2 separate regions of the Nomascus leucogenys genome follow, and region 2 is linked to region 1. A link is a contact called in public Hi-C data. All regions are on one chromosome and are shown on one strand. Each heading gives the region's core, a stretch centred on a gene start, on an enhancer-like site or on the middle of the called end of the contact. The rest is flanking DNA. Distances are from core to core; before and after follow the strand shown. Region 1 holds the start of LOC100593228 (histone H2A.V). Region 2 holds the start of TMED4 (transmembrane emp24 domain-containing protein 4).

Region 1 (7,570 bases), core at 2,099-4,598:
TTACAGTGATGATACATAACTTACAGTGATGATATATAAATCAGTAAAAGGATTACTATTATCTACGATGAGAACCAGTTTTTTTCAACCTAACTCCACTTTCATCAAAATCTGAATCAATGATATGAAGGCTGAGGGGTAGAGAGTGGTGAGAAAATGATTTTCCTGTTAAGGAAGGAAGTTAACATTTATTGGATATTAGGTGCTAGGTACAGTGCTAGGTGCTTTCTCATATATTATTGGACACTTCTTTCAGTCCCTTCACAAGGGCAAGTCTTTTTTTTTTTTTTTTCTTGAGATGGAGTGAAGTCTTGCTCTGTCGCCTAGGCTGAAGTGCAGTGGCGCGATCTTAGCTCACTGCAGCCCCTGCAGCCCCCGCTTCCCAGGCTCTCCTGGACTCGGTGATTTTCCTGCGTCAGCCTCCTGAGTAGCTGGGAATTACAGGCATGCGCCACCACGCCTGGCTAATTTTTGCATTTTTAGTAGAGACAGGGTTTTGCCATGTTGGCCAGGCTGGTCTCGAACTCCTGACCTCAGGTGATCCACCCACCTTGGCCTCCCAAATTGCTGGGATTACAGGCGTGAGCCACCGCGCCCAGCCTGCATGCTCTTTCTTTGTGGAACACCACCCACACCAACTAAACTACATTCCCTGTTTCTCTCTTAAAGCACCCTGTTCTTTTCCTTCAGCACACTTGAACTTATTATAGTTCACATATGGTATTTATTTATTTAACATCTGACTCCCGCTGCAGAGGACCATGAGGGCAAGGACAATGTCTATTTTGCTAATCACCAAATCCTCAGTACCTAGCACGGTGCCTGCAAACAGTAGGCACTCAGTGATTTGTTAAAGAATAACTCACAGGCTTATGCCTTAGTAGATTGGTAATGCCATCCACTGAGGCCAGAAACACAGAGGAGCAGGAATTAACAATGGCTATTGCTACTGAAGTAACTCCACTCTTCTACCTAGCTTTGAGGCTTCTATTAATCTGAGCACATTGCTCCATTCCTTCCTATTTCACTGGACACCCTTCCTCACACTTGTCTGTACCTTCATCCGTATTTTTCCAAATTCTTACTTAGAAGCTCACCCTCTTCCTCTTCTTGAATTTAAGTTACCTTTTTTTAAAGACTCACTTCCCCAAAGTTGCTTCTCCTGATTCAAACTTTGGAACAGCTATCATCAGCCTGGATATAAATTTCTAAAGCGTCAGCCTGAGAAAATCCTATGAGAACAGAATCTCCACTAAGGCAGAAACTTGTTTTTTTCACTATTAACTCACCAGCACCAAGAACACATTCTAGCACAGTCAATGCATCATACTGTGAAAAGAATGAAAGAATTTAAAGCTGGAATGAGTTGGAACAAATGTGAGCTGGTATCTTGGTTATCTACAGGCTATGCGGTCTCAGGCAAATGACTAAGTTCACCTAAGCCCATTTCTTCAGTTATGAAATGAAGCTGGCTTTCCCAGAAAGCTCATGTTGTCCAGACTGTAATAGAGATCATCATGATAGGGTGATGGGCCTTTTTTATTTGTGGAAACAGGCCAGGCGCGGTGGCTCACACCTGTAATCCCAGCACTTTAGGAGGCTGAGGCAAGAGGATCACTTGAGGTCAGGGGTTCAAGACCAGCCTGGCCAACATGGTGAAACCCCATTTCTACTAAAAATACAAAAATTAGCGGGGGATGGTGGCGGGAGCCTGTAGTCCCAGCTACCCAGGAGGCTGAGGCAGGAGAATCGCTTGAACTCAGCAGGCAGAGGTTGCAGTGAGCCCAGATCACACCACTGCACTCCATCCAGCCTGGGCAACAGAGCGAGACTTCATCTCCAAAAGTAAACACATAATAAATTGTGGAAACACTGCGGAAGAAAAACGATCGTTGGAGAGCCTGTGCACTCACATACATCCTTTAATTTTTACAACAGCTTCCGGGGGAAGGCGATTCCACTTTAGAGCTCTTCTTCCTTTCTAGCTGGGAGTTACCCTCCAAATTTTAACCTAATGATGTAAGCAAAATAAACACACTTAAGAAGCTGAGAAAAGAAAAACAGCTCACAACAGTCTGAGCTCTGTGAGGTCTGCAAAATGTATTAGGCCTAGAGGGACATGAGCATGGGTCTTCGGTTATGCCCACCCCCTGACCCCACATACACACATACCCAATCCCATGCATACCCAATTGTTTAAAGTCATTTCATTCCTATCGGCCTCATCCATTACCTTTTTTTTTTTTTTTTTTTTTTTGACAGGGTACAGTCTGTCTCCCAAGCTGGAGTGCAGTGGTGCGATCATGACTCACTGCAGCCTCGACCTCCTGGGCTCAAGAGATCCTCCTGTCTCAGTCTTGACAGTAGCTGAGGATACAGGTCCGCGCCACCAAGCCGGCCCCATTATCTTCGTGTTCTTAGAATTTGTAATACACGCCGGGCGCGGTGGCTCACGCCTGTAATCCCAGTACTTTGGGAAGCAGAGGCGGGCAGATCACCTGAGGTCAGGAGTTCGAGACCAGCCTCAGCAACACGGAGAAACCCCCGTCTCTATTAAAAATACAAAGTTAGCTGGGCATTGGGGCGCGCGCCTGTAGTCCCAGGACTCCGTCTCTAAAAAACGAAAAAAGAATTTGTCATACAAATAACAATATGTAGCCAATTGATAGCTTATGTTTTTGTTTGTTTGTTTTGAGACGATGTGTCGCCCAGCTGGAGTGCAGTGGCGCGATCTCGGCTCACTGCAACCTCCGCCTCCCGGGTTCAAGCGATTCTCCCGCCTCAGCCTGCCGCGGACCTTGCCAGGGTCCGCGCTGAGAGGACGTCAGGGTAGTCAGTCCGCCAGAATACGGCTGAGCATGAGGGCTGCCTAACCTTGAAACCCAGCGCCCTCCTCATCCACACGTTCTATGACGAATAAATCCTCACAGTCTTTGTGAAAATCCACCAGGAGAAGCACGTCCAACAGTCTTTACCTCCCCAAACAAGTCTCAGAAGCGGGAAAACCAACGCCGCGAATGGGCGGGAAAGCCACACCGCTTGCAATCGCTTCGCCTCATTAGCTAATTTTGCTGTCCTTCCCAGTGGCCCGCCTCCCGTGCTCGCGGGCGATATTTTTATTGGCTTTCGGCTGTGAGGCGTCCAATCTCATTGGTTTGCTTTTCTGTTCGTCAGGCTTGGGCGCCTGGTTAAAGGCGGAGAGCGCGTCACTATTGGGGCTGGAGGCCCCGCCTCCGCGTGCCGTGTGCAAAAACAAACAGCCGTTAAGAAGGCGGTGCCGGGGGGGCGGGGTCTGGCTAGAAGGAGGCGCGCGATTGAACAGCCGCTGGGGTTCGAACCAGCAAGACAAGCGGGCATTGGCCACAGCAGCGCGAGGCGGGTACGGGGTATTGTCCGGCTCCGGCGGCGGCGGTCGGTGCTGCGAGAGCGGCGGCGGCGGCGCTGGTCGGCAGCGGGAGGGCGCGCGGCCGAGCGGAGGCAGAGTCGGCGCCGAGAACATGGTAAGGGTGGCCGGGTGGGCCGGGGGCACGGGGCCTGGGGCAGGGCTGGGGGAGCACAGCGCGGAGGCCCTGGCGTCGGCGCCGCTACCTGTGGAGTCGGGAGTTTGCTGGTGTCAGGGCTTCGTCCGGCCGAGCCCCTCGCCGCCCGCCGGGGGGCGCCATGTCCCGGCTGCGTTGCCCGACACGCGTCCCCGGGTGAGAGCTGGGCCTGGCCGGGTAGAGCGCGAAGTCTGTTCCGAGCCGGACAGATCTGTCCCGACGCTGGTGACGCTGCACCGCCCGTCTTAGAAGGAGGAGGACGGCAGAATCCGGCTTGGAAATGTAGAAACAAGTGCTGGATCTTAATGTGATCGCTCTTCTGTGTGAATGAGGTCAAACAGGCTGCCGCTGTACAAGTTAGATAAGTCTTTGGCGATGTTTCGTTACGTAATCTCCCTGGCAGTCAATTTGATGGTTTCTGCGAAAGGGTGCTTGTATTTGTGGTCTTTTGAGCGACAAAGAATGGTTTTATAGACCAGAACCACACGATTTGTTCTAGGTGATTGCACAGGTTAGAAATGAACGCCCGTTATCTTCTGAGCCCCTTGCAGTTTGCGGTTTTCATTATACAACAGTACTTTCCTTTGCCCTTGCTATGGATTTTCAGTCTTAAAGTATTCATCTTTTCATTCTGAAATTCAGATATAGGTAAGAAAAGTGTGGCTTTAAAAAAATGGAAGTGAATAGAACTTCAGCCCCATTTTAAAGTTGAGGGAAAAGAGAAAGTACTAAAGGATACGCTCTGAGTTGCATCAAAGATTGTGTAAAAATAATAAGACTGTTATGGAATCTTATTTTTGCCGGTATTCGTGCTTTAAGCATTCTGTTGAAAGGTTACTTCAACGGGAGCTACCTGCTTAAAAGTTAGCACCAGGCTGTCATTTATCATACTGCAGATAGTATTAGATGATTTGTCTTGTACTTAATGTGACAGATATGGTATTTAATAGACATAACACCTAACTATAAACAGATTGGCCAGTCGAGAGGACAGAATGTTTGGTTATTGTAAAATACCCAAATCTTAGAGCTGGAATAGACTTTAGGGATAATTGCTTCCAACGTCTAACGTATAGTTTATTGTTATTGTAAAATACCCAAATCTTAGAGCTGGAATAGACTTTAGGGATAATTGCTTCCAACGTCTAACGTATGGTTTATTGTTATTGTAAAGTACTTTATAGTACTTTAACAAACTGAGGTACAGCGTACATCTAATCTGTAAAAGGATTTGCTCAAACAGATGATTTTCGTGATTAGTTTTTTGTTGTTTTTTGGGTTGGTTTTTTTTTTTGGTTTTTTGTTGTTTTTTTTGAAACGGAGTCTCACTCTGTCGCCAGGCTGGAGTGCAATGGCGCGATCTCGGCTCACTGCAACCTCCGCCTCCCGGGTTCAATCGATGCTCCTGCCTGAGCCTCCCGAGTAGTAGCTACAGGCGTGCGCCACCACGCCCAGCTAATTTTTTGTATTTTTAGTAGAGATTGGGTTTCACCATGTTGGCCAGGATGGTCTCGATCTCTTGACCTAGTGATCCTCCCGCCTCGGCCTGACAAAGTGCTGGGATTACAGGCGTGAGCCACCGCGCACGGCCAATTCTAGTTTTTTAGATATTTTTCAGTCTCTAGTAATACGCTATATATTTTATATCCACTTACCAGTAGCTAAAAATACGTATTAACATAAGCTAAAAATGCAGGAGACATTGAGTTGTCGTTCTTGATAGATTTTAAACCTGAGAGGAAAGTAAGTAGATGTCTGTTAAAACTGACATGAAAGTGTCTTAGTACCCAGTTTGCAAGTTTATCCAAGTAAAATGAACTCCCTCTTCCTTCTCTCTCTCTCTGTCTCTCTGTGTGTGTGTGTGTGTGTGTGTGTGTGTGTGTGTGTGTGTGTAATTTTTTAAAACCAACAACCTTAACTCAGGTTAATACGAAGTCAATTCTTGGAATAAAAAAATTTAGATTTGGTTTCTCAAGCACCAATTATATTAAAATGAATGTTCAAAGTAGGGATATCGGAAAGAAAGTAATTATCCACTTACTGTATAATTTTATATTCAGATAAGTTTGATACCATAAAAGTTTTCTTTTGTTAAGTATGAGAAATGTATCAGGAGTCTCTAGATGTTGGAAATAGTCATTTAATTGATTGAGGCTTTTAAAACCTGACTGTATGTCTACTTCCTTAAAAAACAAATAGAACAGCAGATATGACATATCTGAAACAGTGAGGATAAAATTGCTTAAGCAGAGTAGTTATTATATGACCTGGGGAATTTTGTAGTTGTTGGCTTTTCATTAGTGACTAGTTCTTATTTTTTCCAATCCAGCCATAGGAAGACAGTGATTATAATTTTAGATGCCAGTTGGAGAGGTTTTTAAGTGTTATATATTAGGGCAAATAGAGATAAAAAAGGGTTTTTTATTTGAGAAGTAAGACTGTCTTGTTAGTGGAGCTGACCTCAAAAATCCAAAAATTGTATTTTTCTTATATAACAACATAGTCAAAAATTATTAAAATATATGAGGCATTCTGGTAGAAATCGATAGCGTCTCAGTTCTTACTGGTAAACTTAAATCAGTCTCTTGTTGAATTGCCTAATGTAAGAGAGTGAATTTGAATTAGTTCTTAGATTTTTATTTTTCCTGTTTCTAATACCTGCCAGGGTTTTACTGTTTTTCTTCCATATTATCTTGGGTGACACGCACTTAATCCATTTAGACGTGCAATTAGAGGAAGTATACAGGGGTAATTTTTAGCTTTAAAAAATTTTTAAGGAAAGGGTTAGCTACAAAGGGGATATGACATTTCAAAGCTTACCATCTGTTCTGAAAGAATAGCCCCTCAAACAGCCAATCTTGTAAACTGATTTCTTTTTTTTAACAGTAAAGAAATCTATTTAAACGGTAAAGGCAAAATATATGAGAAAAAATTAGTTTTCTTAAGTCAGACCCTTAGTATTTCCTCCCGAGAGGCAAATAACATTTCTAATTTATTGTGTCACCTACTAGAAATATATGTGTACACACATACTCTATAATACTCCATATTTACTTAAAAGCCCATTACATTGGCACATACTTTGCCTTTTTCATGCAAAAATAGGTTTTTTTAAGCGTACAGTTCAGTGGCATTAAGTACATTTATAGTGTGCAACCATCACTGCCTTCTGTCTCTAGAACTTTCTCATCTTCCCAAGTGGAAACTCTACCCGTTCAACAATAACTCGGCCAGGCGCGATGGCTCACGCCTGGAATCCCAGTACTTTGGGAGGGTAAGGCAGGCAGATCACTTGAGGTCAGGAGTTCAAGACCAGCCTGGCCAACATGCAGAAACCTTGTTGGTACTAAAAATACAAAAATTATCAGGGCGTGGTGGCACACACCTACACTACCAGCTACTTAGGAGGCTGAGGCAGGAGAATCACTTGAACCCAGGAGGCAGCTACCCCTTGCAACCATAAATCTGCTTTCTGACCATGAACTTTACTATTTTAGGGACCTCATAAGTAGAATCATACAGTATTTGTCTTTTTTGTAACTGGCTTATTTTCCTTAGCATAATGTCCTCAAGGCCCATTCATGTCATAGCTTGTGTCAGAATTTCCTTTTTAAAGCTGAATACTATTCCATTATATGTATCATTTTGTTCATCCACCATTGGACACTCAAGATTGTTTCTACCTTTTGGCTATTCTGAATCATGCTTCTGTGAACATGGGTGTACATGTATTTGTTTCAATCCTTGCTTTCAATTTTTAGGTGTATACCCAGAAGTGGAATTGCTAGACTATATGACAATTCTGTGTTTAATTTTTTGAGGGTTTTTTTTTCTTGGAACATGCTTTATTTTTCTGAGAGCTAAGTTCTAAGTATTTCTGTGGAAGTAATATATGTTACATTGACATTAATAAAAATTGTGAAATATTTCATGTACGCATAAAATTTATATTGACTTGCAAGATTCTTCAATCTGGAAGTTGATAAATATGTTCGTTTTTAGAAATCTCATATTTTTCAGCCTGGCACTGT
Region 2 (7,570 bases), core at 1,525-4,024, 260 kb after region 1:
TTTTGGAGATGGGGTCTCACTCTGTTGCCCAGGCTGGAGTGCAGTAGCACCATCACAGCTCACTGCAGCCTCAACCTCCTGGGGGTCAACCAATCCTCCTACCTCAGCCTCCTGAGTAGTTGGGACTACAGGCCCATGCCACCATGCCCAGCTAATTTTTTTTTTTTGGTAGAGACAGGGTGTCACCATGTAGCCCAGACTGGTCTTGAACTTCTGGACTCAAGCGATCTTCCTGCCTTGGCCTCCCAAATGCTGAGATTACAGGCATGAGCCACAGTGCCTGACCTCCTAAGTTAAATTTTCTACAGTGGAGAATACAATCTCTTTAATATTATCTCTCAGTTAAGACAAATTTCAGGATCCTCCTTAAAAAAAAAAAAAGAAAGAAAATAAGTTTGCCAATACAAATACCATTTCTCACTAAAGTGAATTAGGATTCCTTGGAGAAATGGTTGATTTTGTTTCTAGGGCAGTAAATGTATAAAACGGAAAGCAAGGAAGTCCAGGGTGTCCAATCTTTTGGCTTTCCTGGGCCACACTGGAAGAAGAATTGTCTTGGGCCACACATAAAATACACTAACAATAGCCGATGAGCTAAAAAAAAAAAATCTCATAATTTTTTAGAAAGTTTATGGATTTATGTTGGGCTGCATGGGCCACAGGTTGGACAAGCTTGACCTAAAGACTACTAGGATTGTGGATTACTAGGATTGTGCCAGAAGGACACAGGAGTAACTAAATATTTGATGAGACAATCTGAACATTTAAAAAAGGACAATGACTGTAATGGATTAAAGCACATCAAATATCTAAACATCCATCAGTTCATGGTAGCACTGCCCCTTCTCCCCAAAGAACCCAAATTGGTCACAGTTAGAGGTTGCTGGGGCATCCATCCATCCATCTTTATTATTATTACTATTATTTGAGACAAGGTCTCACTCAGTCACCCATGCTAGAGTGCTGTGGCCCCATCACGGCTCACTGTATCCTCAACCTCCTGGGCTCCAGCCATTTCCCTGCCTCAGCCTCCTAAGTAGCTGGAATTACAGGCATGCGTCACCATGCCCGTCTAATTTTTACATATTTTGTAAAGATCTTGCCATTTCCTGGGCTCAAGCAGTCCTCCTGTCTTGGCCTCCCAAAGCGCTGGGATTATAGGCAGAGCCACTGTGCCCGGGAAAGCATCAAGCATACATCCTGGCTATCCCGAATGGATTGTATTTCAAAGTAACCAGAGAGATGAGGGAATGCTCACCTTTGTAGAAGAATCTCATCTTATAAATGCAGGAGAAATGAGAGCATTTCAAATCACCACTTTGCACACCTAAGGAACATCATAAATCTATACTAGGGTTTCTCAACCTGGGTACTACTGACATTTTGAGCTGGATAATTCTTTGCTGTAGGGGGGAGGTGTGCTCTGTGAATTATACAATGTTTAGCAGTATTCCTTGCGTTCATTTTCTAGATAGCAGCATTCCTTGCGTTCATTTTCTAGATAACAGCAGTACCACCCGCCACCCCCCACCCAGTTGCAACAATCCAGAATATCTCCAGACATTGTCAAATTTCCCCTTGGTAGGACAGGGCAGAATCAACCCTTGTTGAGAACCAGGGTCTAATGATCAGCAACGTTTGCTAGACGGTTAGAAGAAAGGCTGATGGTAAACTTCATGGATAATCAGGATGACAACCCCCAAATTGAAAGATGAATTACAATATTACTAAGAGACAAACCCGCCTTGTGCCTCAATGGAAGTACATAGTGCCAGCCATGAAGTGTTACTGCAAACAAAACAAAACAAAAAAAACCCAAACCTCAACATTACACCTAAACCTAACGAAGCCTCTAGCCAGGGGTAAATCCAAGCTTTGTGGGGCCTTAAACTATACAAATTTCACAGTCCTCTTTAAGAAGAAGATACAAAATTATAAATGTGAAATTAGGTACAGGGGTCTATGCAAGGGAGGGCCTGAAGATTAAGCTTCATTAGTTTCACTGTAAATCTCCCCTGACTCTAGAATTAACTGTGATTACAGGACATACCAGGGACAAAAAAACGTTAAATGACACCTGAAGATACATTCAGCAAAACCCAGAAAGTGGAAAATTCCATTGGTCAAATGACCCAGTTTCTTCAATAAGTAAATGCCATGAATAACAACAAAAAGGGGAAATTTTATATATGTGTATGTTGTTATATGGTTTTTTTTTTTGGGACACGGAGTCTCTCTCTCACCCAGGCTGGAGTGCAGTGGCACGATCTTGGCTCACTGCAACCTCTGCCTCCTGGGTTCAAGCGATTCTTCTGCCTCAGCCTCCCAAGTAGCTGGGACTACAGGTGAGCACCACCACACCCAGCTAATTTTTGTATTTTTAGTAGAGATAGGGTTTCACCATATTGGCCAGGCTGGTCTCGAACTCCTGACCTCGTGATCTGCCCACCTTGGCCTCCCAAAGTGCTGGGATTACAAGTGTGAGCCACTGTGCCTGGCCCTGTTTTTGTTTGTTTTGAGATAGAATCTCACTCTGTTGCCCAGGCTGGAGTGCAGTGACACCATCTCAGCCCACTGCAACCTCCACCTCGCTGATTCTAGCAATTCTCCTGCCTCAGCTTCACAAGTAGCTGGGATTACAGGTGTGCACCACCACACCTGGCTAATTTTTGTATTTTTAGTAGAGACAGGGTTTCACCATGTTGGCCAGGCTGGTCTCAAACTCCTGACCTCAAGTGATCCTTCCACCTCAGCCTCCCAAAGTGCTGGGATTACAGGCATGAGCCACTGTGCCCAGCCAGAATTGTTATATAAGAGACATATATTTCTATGAAATGCAGTAAGTAAACCTTGTTTGGACCCTAATTAAACAATCTAATGTACAAAATTTTTTAAGGCAATGGGGAAAATTAAACACATACTAGGTATTAAGTGATGTTAAATAATTTTTCAAATATTGGTGGGTGTGATAATAGTATAAAGTCCTTATCTGTTAGAGACACACACTGACGTATTTATAGGTGAAATGACATGATGTCCAGGATTTGCTTTAATATACAGCACTTCAAAAAAAATGCAGAAAGGGATACATGAAATGAGAAAGGCAGCAAACTGTTGTTGAAGTTGGATGATGAGTACAGTCCTCCGTTATTATCCGAGGGGGAAAATTCCTGGACCCTCACGGATACCAAAATCCAGGTATGCTCAAGTCCTTTATGAAAGTTCATTGTAATTGTTCTACTTATATAAAAGTTTCAAAATTCTGTTGATAAAGTATACTTTTAGTAGAGACGGGGGTTTCACCTTGTTGGCCCAGCTGGTCTCGAATTCCTAACCTCAGATGATCCACCAGCCTTGGCCGCCCAAAGTGCTGGCATTACAGGCGTGAGCCACGGCGCCCGCCCGGCCTTGATAAAAACAAAGTTTCAACCTTCCGTTGCTTTGATTCCATGCCCACTAAGTAACATTCTAGTTTGTTTTTCACTTTCAGAAGGGTGTGCTGTAACTAGGGGATGTAAACAAGCTCCATGACCCTACTTATTCCAAGTTTTTTTGTTTGTTTGTTTGTTTGTTTTGAGAGGGAGTCTCGCTCTTTCACCCAGGCTGGAGTGCAGTGGCGCGATCTCGGCTCACTGCAAGCTCCCCGCCTCCCGGGTTCACGCCATTCTCCTGCCTCAGCATCTCCGAGTAGCTGGGACTACAGGCGCCCGCCACCACGCCCGGCTAATTTTTTGTATTTTTAGTAGAGACGGGGTTTCACCGTGGTCTCGATCTCCTGACCTCGTGATCCGCCCGCCTCGGCCTCCCAAAGTGCTGGGATTACAAGCGTGAGCCACCGCGCCCGGCCTATTCCAAGTTTTTTTTAAAGAGAAGGTATCACCCTCGGTCGCCCAGGCTGGAGCCGATCACTGCTTAATGCATCCTCGACCTCCTGGGTTCAAGCGATTCTCCTGCCTCAGCCTCCCAAGTAGCTGAGACTACATGCGCACACCACCACACCGGTTAATTTTTTGTAGAGACGGGGGTTTCACCATGTTGCCCAGGCTGGTCTCGAACTCCTGGGCTCAAGGGATCCGTCCGCCTCAGCCTCCCAGAGTGCTGGGATTACACGTGCCAGCCACCGCGCCGGGCCCCAGCTTCTTAAAAGAATGATCCGAAACTATGGCAGCACTGGGCTTTTGGTCCCCACCGAAGAAATGTCCGCTCGCAGAGGGTCGCCGCGGCAGGCTCTCCCGACGTGACAGAGTGTGGGTCTGGATTCAGCCTCGGTTCTTACGAGTCAGATAGGTGGACACGCAAAGAAAAACATCACAGGGATTTTTGTATTTAGCACAGAAAACACTCGTGAGACCGAGCTGAGAACCCAAAAGGCACGCTTCAGGCCATCGTAGCCTCCAAGCCTGGCCAGATTCCGTCCACCGTCTCCTTGGTGCTCCGAGACCCAAATCGCTAACTGGGGCCTAGGGCGGGCGTGACCGCGCAGGCGCGCCTCCCCTGCGAGATATCGGAGGTAAGCTGTGGTGTAAGGGGTGAGAAATTAAGGGCGGACGTCACTGCGCATGCGCCCTCTGCCCTCGTTGCGGGGGTTGGCGGGCGCCGGGCTGTGTGAGGGGGCGGGGCGCGGCAGTGTTCGGTACGGATGGGGTTGCAGGAGACCGCGAGTGCATATCACTGCGCAGGCGTCCTCTTCCCCTAACTCTCAGGGTCGCTAGGGTGGCGCGCAGGCGCAGAGCGATGCGCAGATGTGCGCAGGCGCCTAGGGGGTGAGGCGCGATGGCAGGTGTCCGGGCTGGGCCTCTGCGGGCGATGGGGCGGCAGGCACTGCTGCTTCTCGCGCTGTGCGCCACAGGCGCCCGGGGGCTCTACTTCCACATCGGCGAGACTGAGAAGCGCTGTTTCATCGAGGAAATCCCCGACGAGACCATGGTCATCGGTCAGGCGGGCTGAGGGTGGGGAGGCCCTTTGTACCCAGCTCAACCCTCGGCGGCGCTCCCTCCTCCCGAGCCCAGCCGGATCGCTGGCCCCCCCAGTACCTAGCCTGAGGGTGCCCCGAGGACGCCAGGCCCCCTGCCTAGAGCTCCGGGCCGCACGTCGGAGGGGGCCGGGCGGAGAGGCGGCCCACTATGGCCGGTCGTGACTATGTGTCTGCCCCGCAGGCAACTATCGTACCCAGATGTGGGATAAGCAGAAGGAGGTCTTCCTGCCCTCGACCCCTGGCCTGGGCATGCACGTGGAAGTGAAGGACCCCGACGGCAAGGTAAGGCTGGCATTGGCCCACGCAGCCGTTCTTCAGTGGAGCTCCCGTGGGGTGTAAAGCACTGCCTGGTGGAGGCCTCAAGGGACAGGAGCTTGCACTTGGAGAGGCTGCGGTATAAAGGTGGGGCCTGCACTCATATATGTTGCAGGTGGTGCTGTCCCGGCAGTACGGCTCGGAGGGCCGCTTCACGTTCACCTCCCACACGCCCGGTGACCATCAAATCTGTCTGCACTCCAACTCTACCAGGATGGCGCTCTTCGCTGGTGGCAAACTGGTAAAAGGATTTTCTCTTTGGCGTCAGCTTAGAATCTCTTACTTGTTTCCAAATTTTGATTTATCATCATTGTGAAACTTTGTAGCACAGTCAGAATTGGGGAGACAGATGTTGCCTTCTGCTCCACAGCCAGGAACAATAGTGGGTTCCATACCCTGGAACAGACAACTGGAGACCCCACCACTCATACATTCCATGTTTCCTTGCAGCGTGTGCATCTCGACATCCAGGTTGGGGAGCATGCCAATAACTACCCTGAGATTGCTGCAAAAGATAAGCTGACGGAGCTACAGCTCCGCGCCCGCCAGTTGCTTGATCAGGTGGAACAGATTCAGAAGGAGCAGGATTACCAAAGGGTAAGTGCATATCTCCTTGTAATTGGAGAGGGCAGTTGACCTTTATACCCACTATACCTACTCAAGTTTCTGCTTGGGAGATCAGCTCTGCAGAGAATGGAATGAAAGGTATTGGTTTAGATAGGTTGTTTGTTTGTTTTTGAGACGGAGTTTCACTCTTGTTGCCCAGGCTGGAGTGCAATGCCATGATCTCAGCTCACTGCAACCTCCGCCTCCCCAGGTTCAAGCGATTCTCCTGCCTCAGCCTCCTGAGTAGCTGGGATTACAGGCAAATGCCACCATGCCTGGCTCATTTTGTACTTTTAGTAGAGACTAGGTTTCACCATGTTGGCCAGGCTGGTCTTGAACTCCTGACCTCAGGCAATCCACTGCCGCAGCCTCCCAAAGTGTTGGGATTACAGGTGTGAGCCACTGCACCCAGCAAATCTGTACTTATTATAATAACAGTAACTTCCCGTTTCCTTTTCTCCTGACACCCACCATTCTACTTTCTATCTCTATGATCCTGACTACCCTACCTCATATAAGCGGAATCATTCAGTATTTGTCCTTTTGTGACTGGCTTATTTCACTGAGTATAATGTTCTCACAGTTCATCCATGTTATAGCATGTGTCAGAATTTCTTTCCTTAAGGCTAATAATATTCCATTGTATGCATGTGCCACATTTCGCTTTCAGTAGTCATTTTTAAGCTCTATAAAATAAAGTGAAGAAAGGACAGTTCACAATCTAGTAATAGCCTTTGCCTACCTGTTTTTCTCGGAATCTTGTTGGAAATGGTAGGATCATGATTTCGGTCCCAACAGAGATGCTTGTGGAGGGACAGCCTGTCCCTTTCTTGGGGCAGCCTCAGTGGGGAGACCATAGCACTGCTAATGGAGTCACAGATAGTATTCCAAAAGGAGTTTGGCCCTGGAGTTGAGTAGTTACACGCAGGGAGGGACCTCACAACAGCCACACTGTTTCTCCTGCTCATTTAACCCTGTGTTGCCCCACACAGTATCGTGAAGAGCGCTTCCGACTGACGAGTGAGAGCACCAACCAGAGAGTCCTATGGTGGTCCATTGCTCAGACTGTCATCCTCATCCTCACTGGCATCTGGCAGATGCGTCACCTCAAGAGCTTCTTTGAGGCCAAGAAGCTGGTGTAGTGCCCTCTTTGTATGACCCTTCCTTTTTACCTCATTTATTTGGTACTTTCCCCACACAGTCCTTTATCCATCTGGATTTTTAGGGAAAAAAATGAAAAAGAGTAAGTCACATTGGTTCCATGGCCACAAACCATTCATATCAGCCACTTGCCGACCCTGGTTCTTAAGGACACAGGACATTAGTCCAATCTTTCAAAATCTGTCTTAGGGCTTGTGAGGAATCAGAACTAACCCAGGACTCAGTCCTGCTTCTTTTGCCTCAAGTGATTTTCCTCTGTTTTTCACTAAATAAGCAAATGAAAACTCTCTCCATTACCTTCTGCTCTCTCTTTGTCCACTTACGCAGTAGGTGACTGGCATGTGCCACAGAGCAGGCCCTGCCTCACTGTCTGCCGATCAGTTCTGGGTTCACTCAATGGCTTTGTGAATGTAAATAAGGGGTAGGTCTTGGCCCTAGAGGATTGAGATGTTTTTCTATATCTTAGAACTATTTTTGGATAAATTATATATTTTCCTTCCTAGTAGAAGTATT

The links. Hi-C and Micro-C count contacts between places; a contact is called where the count stands out from the background.
Region 2: a Hi-C map of a lymphoblastoid cell line shows a contact between it and region 1, with 5 times the contacts expected there. The contact joins the promoter of TMED4 here to the promoter of LOC100593228 in region 1. A contact is called at or near these places in 2 of 4 Hi-C or Micro-C datasets (a lymphoblastoid cell line and an unstated tissue).

The regions. Positions count from the first base shown.
Region 1 is chr17:60,607,471-60,615,040 of Asia_NLE_v1, forward strand. It overlaps LOC100593228 (histone H2A.V), which reads left to right and starts at 3,349. Exons shown (of 5, transcript XM_012496760.2): 1 at 3,349-3,500. The coding sequence starts at 3,498.
Region 2 is chr17:60,869,482-60,877,051 of Asia_NLE_v1, forward strand. It overlaps TMED4 (transmembrane emp24 domain-containing protein 4), which reads left to right and starts at 2,775. Exons shown (of 6, transcript XM_030795689.1): 1 at 2,775-3,198; 2 at 4,331-4,510; 3 at 5,157-5,257; 4 at 5,406-5,531; 5 at 5,741-5,887. The coding sequence starts at 5,174.